2 separate regions of the Mus musculus genome follow, and region 2 is linked to region 1. A link is a contact called in public HiChIP or PLAC-seq data. All regions are on one chromosome and are shown on one strand. The core of a region is the stretch at or near the end of the contact, and the rest is flanking DNA. Distances in the headings are between cores, read along the strand shown. Region 1 has its middle 12 kb from the start of Pttg1ip. Region 2 overlaps Gm35837 (a long non-coding RNA gene).

Region 1 (7,188 bases), core at 3,087-5,586:
ACCCTCCTCTCTCTTGCTCCCAATATCAGTCAGGTTCAGCGCGGAAGATGGAAACCAAAACACAAAGCAGAAGTTGGGTAGGAAGTTCCTTTCTCATAGGTTGTCTTGGGGGGTGACCCAGAAATCACTGCTGACTCTAGTTCTGCGTGAGTGAATGAACCCCAAATTGTGTCCAGTGATTATGATGTCCCTGGGTCTCTAAGAATTATGACTGAGCATACTAGGTAGCTCTTTTTTTCTGGCAATATTTGTTTGGCCTCATGGTGTCAGGTTGCTTGGCCCCACATCCTCAGAGCATTCTGTCAGTGGGAGCATACTCTCCAAACTGCATACCTCATGGCTGTCAAAAAGCAGAGACAAGACGGGATGTGGCCAGCAAGAAGCTAGCCCAAGGACAGACCCCCAAGGACCTATTTCTTCCAGCTAAGTTCTACCTCTTGAAGTTCAACCTCCCTAAATAGTACCACTAGCTAAGCACCAAGGCTCCAGTATTGGAGCTTCTGTAGAGGGACACTCCATTTCCAAACCATAGCACCCAGCCTCATGCCCGAGCCTGAGAGTAGGAAGGGCTAGGTGTGGCCAGAGAACTCCTCAAGTGTTCTCACTTTTAGACAGAGGCACGCTCACTCATGTTCAAAAATGCACATGTACACGAGTGAAGTGTGCCCGACAAAGTGCTAGGTGTGTGTCAGAGCACTTCCCTGTGTAAAATGATACTTTGCCCTTTTCTTACGACTATAATTGTTCAAAGTCCAGAGAAAACTGTTGATGAAAAACATTCCATTCACTCAAAAAAGCAAATGATGCATTTCAGGCAGAATGAATGACACAGTCGATCTCCTCTGACTTCAAGGAGATCCCCAGAACTCAGAGAACTCAGTCCGCTGGGGAGGCCTGCTTGGTAGTTATTTTAGAGTCAGGACCAAGGCACAGCTGCAGGGCCCCTTGTCTAGCGCCACCTGCTGGCAGAGCTTGCTGCTGTCTACCGTCTGGTAGAAGCTTTTCCTGCCATGGCAGAAGGAAAGCCCTGGCCAGTCCCACCCGAGCGGTCAGCCTGTACTCCCAGACGCTTTGGAACATTTCCTGGACAATACTCACTCCTTATGGGGGAGATCTACCTCAGCCAAGGCAACGATCCCCCTCTGACGGGCTTAACAACTCCCTTGCCATCATTGCGAGTGTAGTTGGCTGGGTGGCCGGCCAGTCTTTGGTTCCCCGATTCTACCGGGAGGTCCTCCCTGCTCTGGCTACCCTTGAGTACCACACTATCACCTCTTGCCAGAGAACTCACCCTGTGGTGCTGTTTGAATACTGATGTCTCTCTCTGCTTCACGTGGTGGAACTCATAACAAAGTGCAATAGTGGAAGGGAGTGGGGCCTTTGAGAAGTAGAAGGACCAAAATCTCACGGTAGAATTAGACCTGAGGAAGCTTGTGAGAGCTGTCTTGCAAGATGAGCCAATCCTCAGCAGTTACCGAATCTCCTAGTATCTTGATTCTAGACCCGTGGGTAATGGGTTTGTGTCACACATAAGTGGTCCAGCCTCAGGTATTTTGTTAGAGCAGAAAGAACAAATTGAGACATGCTTTACTTCCAAATAAGTGTATTTGAAGTAGTCACCAAAGATTAATTTTTATCCTTCTTAATGAAGCCATGCCCTTCTATATTCAGGAAAAGAATCTGACTTTGTCTTATTAATCCAAAAAATTAGAAGAAAATTAAGTAGGGGCCAGAGAGATGGTTCAGCAGTTAAGAATGCTTGATGCGCAGGCATGGTGGTGCACGCCTTTAATCCCAGCACTTGGGAGGCAGAGGCAGGCGGATTTCTGAGTTCAAGGCCAGCCTGGTTACAGAGTGAGTTCCATGACAGCCAAGGCTACACAGAGAAACTCTGTCTCAAAAAAAAAAAAAAAAAAAAAAAAAGAATGCTTGATGCTCCTGCAGAAGACCTGGGCTTGGTCCCTAGCATCTACATGGCACAGTGGCAGTAGGCTGAGCCACGGGGAGGAAGTTGTCAGCAAGAGCTCAGTGAAAGCACTTACCATGCCATGGGGAGAAATAAAGGTTTAGTGGGGATGGAATTTTTGCAAAGGGTATCTGGGGTAGAGGTGGGGCTGACAGAGAGAAACCCATTGGCAGAAAAGCAAACATATTTCATTTGTTAACAGGGTGGGGGATCTATGAGCTGTTACAGGCTGTGGGAATGACCCGGAACTAGATGACCTTGCCCAAGGGTTGGTTTAAGGAAGGTTCCTGGTAAACAGAAACCTACATCTAGGCTTCAGTTTACCCAGCCAAAGTCCTTCTGTTTAGGAGATTGTCATCAACACTGACTTTTGTTTTGTGTTTTATACAAAGATAAGGAGAAGAAGGGGGAGTTTGGTGGAGGAGCTATGGTATGGTGTGGGGGAAGGGGTGCTTCCCTGGGCCCATGCGGAGGCATCTCTTCCCCCTGAGAAGCCAGCTATAGTATAGTCAGAATAGAGTTTATTCAGGGCATGGGGAGGGGAGTTGAGAGGGTAGTAGAGACTGAATGGGAGGGTGGAGGGAGGGAGAGAAAGAGAGAGGAGAGAGAGAGAGGGAGAGAGAGAGAGAGGAGAGGAGAGGAGAGGAGAGGAGAGGAGAGGAGAGGAGAGGAGAGGAGAGAGAGGAGAGGAGTGGAGTAGAGGCTGGCCATGAACACGTGAAGAGAGAGGAGGAGGGGAGTGGGAAGAGGATAAGGGTACAGGAGCAAAGGAAGAGAGCAAGAAGAGCAAAAGAGCAAGAGAGAGAGGAGGAGGCAAGCAGCCCCTTTTATAGTGAGTCAGGCACACCTGGCTGTTGCCAGGTAACTATGGGGCGGAGCCTGGGGGCCACTTTGGACTTAACTGAAGTGAAACTCTAAGCCTGGGTCCATATCCAGCACCTTGAACAAGTGACATCTTCCATCTTGTTGAAAGTATAGGTACAGAGATGTTTCAGTGACTGAGAGTATCTTTTACCCTACCAGAGGACCAGCACATTAGGAGGCTCACAACTCCAGCTGAAGGGGGAGATGGGACGGGGGAGGAATCTGTCTCCCTCTTCTGATTCCTGGCATGACCTCCACACTGATGCATACTCTCACAAAGCATGCACACCTGTGGGACCGTGGGTGGAGGGGAAGAGGGGAGTAGGAAAGTGTCCGCGTCCCGCAGAGTTCCGGTGCTCTGGGCAGGCAGACGTGGGAGGACTACGCACGCTTTCCACACGGCCCCAAGTGGGCATCTGAATGTATCAAGCCACTGACCCCCACAGGGCAGGTGGTGGACAAGGGGCAGCCCCCGGTACCAGGTTCTCAGCCTCCAGCTGAGATATGGCAGAGGAGCTGAGAACAGAATAGGGGCCCTGGGGCAGCACTTAGCCCAGGATTTAAGGGAGGGAGAGAGGGGGGCACTGGGTGATTCCCATGCAGGCGAGAGTCCTTAGTCTGGTCTGTGGCTGCAGCATAAGAAGGCCTTCTGTGGAGAGGTTAGACAAGGCTTGTCAGGAGAAAGCTTAACCCATCGTTTAAGCACGGCAGGCCTTGACGGTCAGAGATAGTCTATGGTTTTAGAGCTTTATTGTAGAAAGGCAGGGAGACAGGAGAGAAGGTAGAAAGAGAAAGGGAGAGACTGGCCATGCCCACGTGGAGAGAAGGGGGAAGAGAGGAAGAGAGCTAGAGAGTAAGAAAGGTGAAAGCTTAAGAGAGTGAGGAGGGGCCAAGCAGACCCTCTTATAGTGGGCTTGGCTATCTTGCTGTTGCTAGGTAACTGTGGGGCGGAGTCTAGCCAGAATGCCAGAAACTTGGGACTTTGTCTATGTGCTAGAAGCCACATGCCTCTCCTGTGGGGGCTGTGGGGGCGGTAACTTCGACAGGAGTCAGGGGTCCAGGAGACATGATCGAACATCTTCCGTCCCATGTGGGTGGGAATTACCACCCCTCGGGTACCACCAGGGTTCAAGACCTAGGCTCAGCTGGAAACCAGGCTGTCTGTGTGTAGCCCATTGCCCTACACACACCTATAAATAATAAAGTAAAAATAAATAGTTCTAAATACATAGGTTCAGGAATCGTTGGATGCCTGGCTCCCAGAAGGATTGTGATGAGAACCAAGTTTTCTGAATTCCTGAGCCCTAAAGGACCCAAGTGTAAACCAGGTCCCAAACCAGTGAAGCAAACAACCCCTCACAGCCCCATCAAGGCCATCCCGAATACCAGAGAAACAGGTTCTTCATTCTTGCTTAATCCAGCCAGCCGATTGGGTTTTGTCCCAGGGCACAGCCCCTCCCTTGCCCCAGAGCTCTGCTGACCTGGATCTCCCTTGGACCCCAGCCCCACCCCTTGTAACCTCCCCTCCGGGAGTTCAAAGTCCCTACCCAGCTTGCTTGCCGGGTAGAGAAGCACCTGGTGACAAAATGTGCCAGGAGACAGGTCCCAATTTCCACTTTTCAAGCTGTAGTAGGAATGGAATTCTGTGGCTAACCAAGGAATGTCCTCACATTGATGAAAGACCAGTCACACAGATACTACCAAATAGAACTGAAAATCCCCAGCAGATGACTCAGGTATCAGAAATTCTGACATGTGGGCCTAGAATTCCCTTACCTGCTGAGCTGTAGCAGCCATACCATGTGGCTGGGCTGGGCTGTGAGAGACTTTACTGTGGCTTTTGGGTGCAACTACCACACTGCCCGAGCTGACACCATTCTGTGTCTGGCCTCAAGCTCAGAGATCCATCTGCCTCTGCTTCCCAAGTGCTGGAATTAAAGGTGTGCGCCACCACCCCACCACCGGTGTCTCTTGAGTTCTTTAACCATCTCCTTGGGAAAGCAAGCATCCTCTGACTTCCAGGTCATTGTTTCTCTCATCTTTATTGCCTGTGCTTTCTGGACCACAGGCTATGTTGTGAGTCATTCCTGGGATGGAAGCTCTTGAACACCCAAAGAGGTACCTGTGGATGTCATATGTGTGGTCACATCAGGTGCCCTTCTCCTTCTTCACTGCCATGTGTCTAAAGCAGGAATGTGGGCTCTGTGTGTGTATGTTCATATGTGCATGTGTATGTGTGTATGTGTGTGCACATGTGCGTATGGGATATATGTTTGGTGCTTCTTCTCACCAACGTACTGCCGCCTTGCACAGCTGGCTTGATATGCATGGGTCTGGGGATTTGAACTCAATTCTTCATGATTGCGCAGCAAACAGTCTCACCCATTCCATTCAGCCATCTCCCTCAGGACAGGCCTTCCTTTCTCTCTCTCTCTCTCTCTCTCTCTCTCTCTCTCTCTCTCTCTCTCTCGTGCACGTTTTTAATCCCAACAGTCAGGAGGCAGAGGCAAGCAGATCTCTGAGTTTGAGACTAGCCTGATCTTCAGAGTGAGTTTTAGATAGTACTATACAGAGTATATACACTATACTATACTATATAGTGCTATACAGAGGAGCCCCGTCTTGAAACACACACACACTGTTGTAGTAAAAAAAATAATGGGGGTTTCTACCCCACCTTTGATCATTCAATTCCCAAATAAAAGACACAAAACCTTTATATTTATGATAAGTCATTTGGGGGGGGGGAGGATGTCAAGACAGGGTTTCTCTGTATAGCCCTGGGGCTGTGCGGGAACTCACTTTGTAGACCATGCTGGCCTCGAACTCAGAAATCTGCCTGCCTCTACCTCCCGAGTGCTGGGATTAAAGGCATGTGCCACCACACCCGGCTTTATGATAAGTCTTAACAGCACTACAGCTGAGCGGATATCTACCCTCTAAGAAGCTATTTGTCTACTTCCCTGTCAATAACCCCGAGATATCACTTGCCACGTTCTGCCAGGCCAGCCCTCATACCCCAGGGCATCTTCTCTGCTCTCCCTCCAGGGTCTCTACCTCAGACCTCACACCCAGCAACGGAAGCTCCACCTACTTCTCTTCTGCCCCGCTGAAGGCTGTCAGCATCTTTAATTAACCAACCATTTTAAATTAAGAAGCAAGGTTACATAGCATCACTTGTGTACCTGAGGATCTCCTCATTCCTGAGGCATCCAGGGCCAGAATTTAGCACTACAGTACATAACAACATACTAAATCTCAACACACACACACACACACATACACAGAGAGAGCGAGAGAGAGAGAGAGAGAGAGAGAGAGAGAGAGAGAGAGAATATGGATGTTTTGCCTGCACGTATATGCATCATGAGTCTGCCTGTGGAAGCCAGAAAAGGGCATCAGATCTCTTGGAAAGTTACAGAAGGTTGTGAGCTGCCATGTAGGTATTGGGAGCCAAACCTTGGTCCTCTGGAAGAACAAACATCATTCTTAACTATCAGAGTGGCACAGAGAAACTAACAACCTAGATCACTCTGTGGACAGAGAGGAAGGTTTTTCTTCCTTCCTTTGTGGGGCTTAAACTGACATCTTGGGGACCTTGGCAGAGAGAAGAGAACAAGATGGTGGGAAAGCAAGCAGATTTTCTATACCACCAGGGGGAGGGTCTGAGCTGCTGTGGCTGTCCAGAATGATCGGGAACTAGGTCCTCTTGCTAGAGGGTAGCCGACCTTTGCAGGAAGGTTACTGGAGGATTGAGGGTGGTTTCTGATCACTGAAACTGCCTTGAGAGATCTGCTTTTCTTGTAAACCGAAACCTTTAGGCTCCTTTCACTTGATAATGATCCTTCTTGTTTACCTAGCCAGAGCCCTGCCTTTTTGGACAATGTCACCTGCACTGCCACGGTTTGGGGACATAGAGCAATCTCTCCGGCTTCTGCCTAGGTGAAGCGTCCAGAGATTGGGTTGTATTTTGTAAGGCTGATACCGGTAGCATTTCTTGCATATGAGCTAATGCAGATCAGCGCCCTCCCACCCCTGTTACCCTCATTAAGTTAGTACCCCGTGGGGCCAGTGGGACTGCCCAGAGAGTAAAAGCACTCGCCATCAAGCTTGATGACTTGGGTTTGATCTCACAGTGGAAGGAGCAAACCAACTTCTGAAAGTTGTCCTCAGACCGCCACACATGCTGGGGCGCGTGCACACAGGTGATTTAAATGAAAACAGAATGCCGACTTTGATGCTAGGACAAAAACATGCAAGCTTCCCTAGACATTCTACACCAGGCTCAGGACGACTGTTGTTTTGCTTTGTTTTGTTTTATCCTGCAAGTGGGTTTTCAAGTCTCTCTTTGTACAATA
Region 2 (7,188 bases), core at 1,296-3,795, 350 kb before region 1:
TCTACCAGGAAGATAGGGACCATGGGCAGATCTTGAACTGTGGGGTCCCAGTTGGTGATGTTGGTCTCCTCTTCTCTTTGTAAATGATTGCTTTTTCTTTTATGTGCACTGGTGTTTGGCCTGCATGTCTGCCTGTTCTGTGTGAGGGTGTCCGATCCCCTGGAACTGCTGTTACAGAGAGTAGTGAGCTGCCAGATGCTAGGAACTGAACATGGGTTCAACTCCATTCCCACACTGGTCTCTTAATTACCGCTAATTTTTTATTTGTTTGTTTGTTTTTGTTCCAGCAGACCAGCATGGACTATTCCAGTAAAACAAAGGTTTTATTGGTTCTGGTCTCATTAATCAGCAGATTTTTCAGCCCCCAACTAACCAGAACCAAAGATTCTCAACTCAAAATAGCACATGTCCTCAAGAGAGTCATTAAGTGGCTCTCAAACTGTCCTTCAGAACTTCTCAAGCCAGGCAGGCCTCCGTCGCCTGCCCTGCTCTCCACATTCTTATCTCCCAAGCTCCACAGAAGAGCTCAGCATACTTTGAACCCTCAGTGACTTTTCTGGACCAAAGTTCACCAAACCCCTTCCATGATCATCCCCAAAACAACACAGTCAGGTCTGTGACCGCAATACCCCAGGATCCCGGTACCTTAGGGTTACTACGGCTGTGTTGAAAAACCAATCCCCAAAGTAACTTGGGGAAGAAAGGATTATTTCACTCAGGGTTCCATATAACAGTTCATCACTGATGGAAGTCTGGACAGGAACTCACGGAGGGCAGGAACCTGGAGGCAGCAACTCATGCAGAGGCTGTGGAAGAGTGCTGCTTACTGGCTTGCTCCCCGTGGTTTGCTCAGCCTACTTCTTATAGAACCCAGGACCACCAGCCCAGGGATGGCTCCTTCCACAATGGGCTGAGCCCTCTCCCATCAAGCACTAACTAAGAAAATGTCCTACAGGCTTGCCTACAGCTGGATCTTATGGGGGCATTTTCTTAACTAAGGCTTCTTCTTCTGTGATGACTCTAGCTTGTGTCAGGTTAACGTAAATGTAACCAGTACAACAGGAATCTCAGGTTCCATAGGTCTCTATGAGAGTCCTGGGATCTAAAGAAAGGATGTCCTTGGCTATCTTCTCTGTCTATCTGAAACAGGTCTCTTTTCACACTTCCCTACCCAGGTGTGTTGACACCCCAGGTTGAAGGCTCAGACACCATAGTACCCTGTTATACCCAGCATGCCTTCTGTTTGTGACAGGCTTCTGTCTGCTGGCTTGTGAATCAGACCTCTAGTGCCCAGACAAAGCTTATTGTGGGGGCTCTAGGTCTCCTGAGTAATATGTGACAAGTGTCAGTGACAGTCACCATAAGAAGAAAGAGAAATGGTGTGCGCTGAGGCACCCGAGTGGTCATCCAGAAAGCATCATTAACAGAAAGACCAAAAGCCAAAAGCCAAAAATTCTGCGTCATAAAGAACATCTGATTAGGAAGAGAGCCCTGGCCCCCCTTCTTCACGAGAGGGAGCTAAGGTCAGCTTTGAAAATATGCAGCCTCAGCACACTGCCGGCAAACAGCTCCCTCCATGAACTTGGTCTCAGGGCCTCTTTGCTGTGATTGTGAACATGTGGCTACTTCCCTTAGAAGGAAATGGTTGTTTCTTATTCAACCTACCACACCCGGCCCCCGCTACTGCTTTGTTTTAAAATAACTTAAAACGAAAAGGAAAATTAAAGTTACAGAAACAAAAAGGGGCCATTCTGAACCTCACTGTTCCTTGACAATGCTTTGCACTTGGGTCCATTGTCTTTATCCCTCTCCCTAGGGCAGTGGTCCGCAACCTTCCTAATGCTGTGACTCTTTAACAGAGTTCCTCATGTTGTGGTGATCCCCCCAAGCCATAAATTATATATATTCTAGATAAGCACAGGTATATAGTCATATATACAAGCACATCTATATATAATCATATAATATGTGTATAATTTTGCCACCATTGTGAATTATATTCTTTTTCAGTAGTTAATGAAGCTGGCATTCTTGAGCTGAGCGACTCCTGGGGTCTTTCCTATGTTCCTGTTCTCTTACACTTTATGAAGCATTTTGTGTTCGTGTTCAGGTGCTGGGTTGCCTCTTGTTTTCTCCTCTGTTAACACCTAATTCAGGCATCAGGGTCGTGTCAGCCCCCTAGTGAAGTGGAGGCTCTGAGTATCCTAAGACTGTGATGGCAAAGACTCAGGCAGGGACTTCAGTAACCGACCAATACATATTGCCACATCCTCCGAAAGAGGACCAGTTGTCCCATCTGCAGCTGGGCTGAGAGAAGTCCTTCCTCTGTGAAGCCCCTTGAGGCACAGACCTCTGGCTTTTCATCTCTCAAGCACCCTCCACACAGCCTGCTTTGATCAGGCCCTGACATCCCAGCATCTCAGCCCGCAGGCCTGTAGCTCCCCAGCAGCTGGAGCTGAGTTGGAGAAAGGGCTCCGGGCTGTGGCACAGTCTGAGCACAAATGGCTGCTCTTGGGGCTAGCCCATGGACTCCAGCCAGCCTGGGGCAGGAAGTAGGTCCCAGGTGCCAGCACTCAGCAGGGTGTGCAGCCTCCTAATGTATGGAAAGAGGTCAGGTTGAGGCTGCGCTGTCAGACTTTCCAGGAACAGGCTCCATGCATTATCTGTGTGGGAGGAAGGAAGTGGTCCTGGGAGGGGCAGATAAGCCCTCTGCCCCACAGGAAGGGTGAATATTCCAATCACCCAGGCCTCTCTTTGCCCAGAATCTGTGGGCGTAGGTTAAGGCTCTGGGAGACCCACCTATTAGGGCCACACATAGACAGATACACTTCTTGAACAAGGGCCTCTCACTTAGAACTTGCAGGGAAGCAGATAGAGGTATCCACCTTAGACCTGCCTGCGAGGCATGGACAGCTCGGTAGGTACTCACAGGCTGGCACACACTGATGCACTCTGACACACTCTGGCCACTTAGCATCCAGCACTTTCATGGATCTCTATGGTGCTCCCATCCCTGCTGGACCTCAGGGGTCCTGAGGCTCCTTGCTGGCCTCTCCTGGGTCTTCTCTTTGCAGAGTCCTGGCTTTTGTGTCTATTGCCTGTCCTGAACAAGTGCTTCTTCTCATGTTGGGCTCTGAACGTGAAGTGCCACCACCCCAGAGCCACCAAGTCAGAACTTGGGAGGAGTGGGTCTCCTCTCTTTCTAGGCCCTGGTTCATTTCCTGGTCTACTGTGATCCTAGGCTCCAAGGGCTTCGGCTTCCCAGCCTGCTTCTTGGTGTCTCCACATCAGATAAGAGCCTTCCCTTAAATTCCATGTCATTTTGGAGCAGTTATCTACTAATTCATCACCAGGCAAATTATCCTAGCCTGATATCTCTACAGATTAGACAGGACTGAGGAATAAAAGCCTGTCCAGGCTTCTCTAGGACCTGAGAAGAGGCTTGGGCAGCCTCCTTGTCCCCAGGATCTGGGTCAGGGGAACTCTAGCCTAGCGTCTCCTTGGGGAGCTCAGGAGGTGTGATGGAAGCCTCAGGCCAGACTGGGGTTAGCAGGGGTCCCCGTTTGCCATTGCTAAAAACAGTGAGTTCTGGAGCAAGCTGGGCCCAACACTTGAGGAGTCTAGATAGATGCACACACTTGTGTGTGTGTGTGTGTATGTAAAGACATATGCCACGGACAGACATAGCATGCACGTAAACATGCATATGTGTATACACGTGCAAGCTCATATATGTTCATGCTACAATTAATGCGCATGTTGTATGTGTGTATGTGACGAGACTCTGTGTGTGTGTGTGTGTGTGTGTGTGTGTGTGTGTGTGCATGTATGTGTCCGTTTGGCCTGAGTATGTAGTATGTACATGTGGATATGTGTATGTACGTACACACGTATTTTCAAGTTCAGGAGCCACACCCTTGAGTAGTGTAGAAATGAACAGAAGTGATCTCCAGAGCTTTGCCTACAGCTGGTTATCTGAAACATTGGAAGAACAAAGCTGACCATGTCTCTTTCCCTGGGCTCTCGAGTTCCCAAGAGGCTCATTAGGGAAGATGGAGGAATCTTGGCAGCTGGACGGCCTCTGGGATCATATGTATGTGAGTGCACACACACACACCCACACACACCACCACCCCCCCACACACACACGCATGGATGCATGGAGGGGGAAGCACGGCCTGTGGAGTTCATTCCTGACAGCTTCATGAAGCTTGCTTCCTGGGAATGACTGGGAATAACAAGATAACAAGGCAGGAGTGTGAACTGTGGACAGACGTCCTTGTAGAGATCCACTGGGCCCTCGGCTGAGGGCAGAGTCCAGTGCTCCTCCTAGCACAGGGCTGAGGCTCTGGCCCAGAGGCTTTTGGATTCCTACCCTGGCCTCACAAGCTGGTCACAGGGTTCTGGGCTTAAGGCTCAGGGGACTTGAAGAGCTGTGGGGACACACACCCATGGAAGCAGTAGAGGAATGTAGGGGACTGTAAGTCTCCATCACTCTGCCCTGACCCCTGCTGTGGACATGGGGGGAGGCGTGGTCAGGGCCCGGAGGCTGATGGGTGGATCATGAGGTGCTTCTATCCAAGCGTCAACCCTAAAGCAGAATTGCAGCACGCACACAGCAGGGTTTTGAACTGGTCTGGTTTGGAGCATGAATGGAGCCCATGAATCCAGGAACTAATACTACCTTTCTCACTGTGGCACTGTGTGAGTCTCCAGCACACCCAACATCTGCCCAGGAGCACCTACACCACGCCTTGTACCGATCCCAGGGACCTTCATCATAACTGTGGTACAGTATCCCATTGTCTAGATAAGCTGACATTCATTTACCTATTTGGGGGATGCCACTAATCTTTGCTCTATCAGTTGAGGTCCCAGCTAACTTCCTGGTATATACAAGCCACTCACTCCCCTGACAGTGAGGTCTCTGGAGCACCCGTTTCCGAGCCTCAGTTTTATGTGGACAGGACACTGTCCTGTTTACTAACTGTGATGGTTTGGATATGCTCGGCCCAGGAAGTGGCACTATTTGGAGGTATGGCCTTGTTGAAGTAGGTGTGGCTTTGTTAGAGGAAATGTGTCACTGTGTGGGCTTTAAGACCATCATCCTAGCTGCCTGGAAGGCCTGCAGCCTTCAGATGAAGATGTAGAACTCTCAGCTCATGCCTGCTTGAATGTTGCCATGTACCCGCTTTGATGATACTGGACTGAACCTCTGAACCTGTAGGCCAGCCCCAATTAAATGCTGCCATTTATAAGTGTTGCCTCGGTCATGGTGACTGTTCATAGCAGTAAAACCCTAACTAAGAGACCAGGAGACCCCCAGCTCTTGATACTCGATGTCCTTGTGCTCCCTGCTGAATATGTCATGGTCTCTCCCTTCACATCAGTTCATCCATCACAATGGGACCTGGTTCTGTGCCACATGCGGTGTGGCTCTTTCTGTCTTCTCCTTCCCTCTTCTCATGAGCGTCACAGGGGTTCTCTGAATCACTTGGACTGTGGTGTCTATTGGTCAACACACCTCTGCTGAGTGCTGTCACCTGCCTGGTATCTGTAGCTGTGCACTGTCTTAGCATCTGGTGGTGAGTCTCCCCTTACTCCTGTGACATCGCTGGCCCCTCCTCCCATGCTGTACACACTCAAATGCATCCTGGGAATGTTCGTTGACCTACAGATCTTTTTTTTTAATTATGATTTTTGTAATTTGCCCCTTAGTGCCTGAAAATGCACATCTCTTCATTTATTTAAGTCTTCCTTCACCAACCTTAATAAATATTTTATAGTCTTCAAAATCTTTTGTGAGGAGAGGTAAGTCAATAGGGAAGGGTGCTTGCTTGGCAGACACAAGAAGCAGGGTTCAAATTCCTGGTCCCCACATAGAAAGCCAGGCATGGTTGCATTTGTCTGTACACCCAGTACTGGGGGACCAAGCCAGATGGATCCTAAAAGCTCACTTGCTGGCCAGCCTTGATGAATGGCGAACCTCTTGTTAGGTGAGAGACCATCTCAAAGGCAATATGGCAGAGACAGAGGAAGACATTCTCATCCTACTATGGGACTCCATATATTATGCAGATAGGCTTTCACGTACACGTACACACACACACACACATACACACACACACACACACACACACACACACACACACACACACACACACACCTTTTGTGATTCGTTAGCTATTTGGTGGTTTTCAATGCTATTGAAATCAGGGCATTTTGCTTCAGGTCTAACTCTTGGTTGACATCTGTTCACTTACCTCATTCAAGGTCTTTGCCAAACTCACTTTTAAAAAAAGCAACTGCTTTGTGGAGATATACTTCACCTACTGTAAATAAACCTCACCTCTGTAGATAAAAATCGAGTGTTTGCCAAGCATACCCACAGACCAGCGACAGAAGAGTCGCCTCATCCGCTCTCCCTGCACGAGAAAAAGCCAAGACCCTGCAAAGGGAAAGCAACCAGGATCTGCACCCACACTAAACTCACCTTTAATCTACAGGACTTATCTATAAATTCTTTGGATTTTCTACACACACAGACAAATTCCTGGGCTTGCTGTTACGGGGCCTGCAAGAACCGATGGAGAAGACCGATAAAAACCGGACCAGCTGGAAGTGGAGTTGGGCATTCAAAGGCCAGGTTACAAGTTTGCTGATATAAGCCAGATGCAGTTGGCCACAGCGTGTGGACAGTCTGAGTTTTAACCAAAGTTGCCCTCTTGTCCCAGGCGTGAGAGATTTATTTTATTTTATTTTTATGTGTATAGGCATCTTGCCTGCATGCATATATATGCGCATCACGCACATGCCTGGTGCCATGGATTATTTGGAACCAGAGCTACAGACAGTTGTGAGCCACCAATTGGGTGCTGGGAATTGAACCTGGATCCTCTAGAAGAGCAGCCAGTGAGGCTTCCAACCGCTGACCCTTTTCTTCAGTCCATCTTAAAGGGTAGTTCTGGAGATTTTTCTCCCCTCTCCAGAGAGTGTCTACAGGGAAGGCTGGTGCTGATGCAGCCAGTGAGGCTGTGCCACAGGCAGGCCACCGTCCCTTGGCAATGCCCAGAATCCCACTAGATCCCCTAGGTCCCCTTGATCAAGCTTCTTCCCCAGCCTGGGGAGACACCAGAGAGCCCTCGGTGGAGGGCAGTGAATCACAAGTTAGCCCTTCCCTAGGTGCGC

The links. HiChIP or PLAC-seq counts read pairs in DNA pulled down with a chosen protein or histone mark.
Region 2: a contact with region 1 is called in an HNF4G HiChIP or PLAC-seq map of pancreatic cancer cells. The contact joins two enhancer-like sites.

The regions. Positions count from the first base shown.
Region 1 is chr10:77,565,910-77,573,097 of GRCm38.p6, forward strand. No RefSeq gene overlaps it. Among named protein-coding and RNA genes, the nearest start is that of Pttg1ip, 12 kb to the right of the region's middle. Within about 2 kb of position 4,337, at least 63 of the 459 cell types and tissues checked have an H3K27ac peak or open chromatin away from gene starts, as enhancers often do. A contact at or near this core is called in pancreatic cancer cells, where this site is marked.
Region 2 is chr10:77,213,221-77,220,408 of GRCm38.p6, forward strand. The region is part of intron 1 of Gm35837 (a long non-coding RNA gene); the gene reads left to right. Among named protein-coding and RNA genes, the nearest start is that of Gm40704, 5.8 kb to the left of the region's middle. Within about 2 kb of position 2,546, at least 49 of the 459 cell types and tissues checked have an H3K27ac peak or open chromatin away from gene starts, as enhancers often do. A contact at or near this core is called in pancreatic cancer cells, where this site is marked.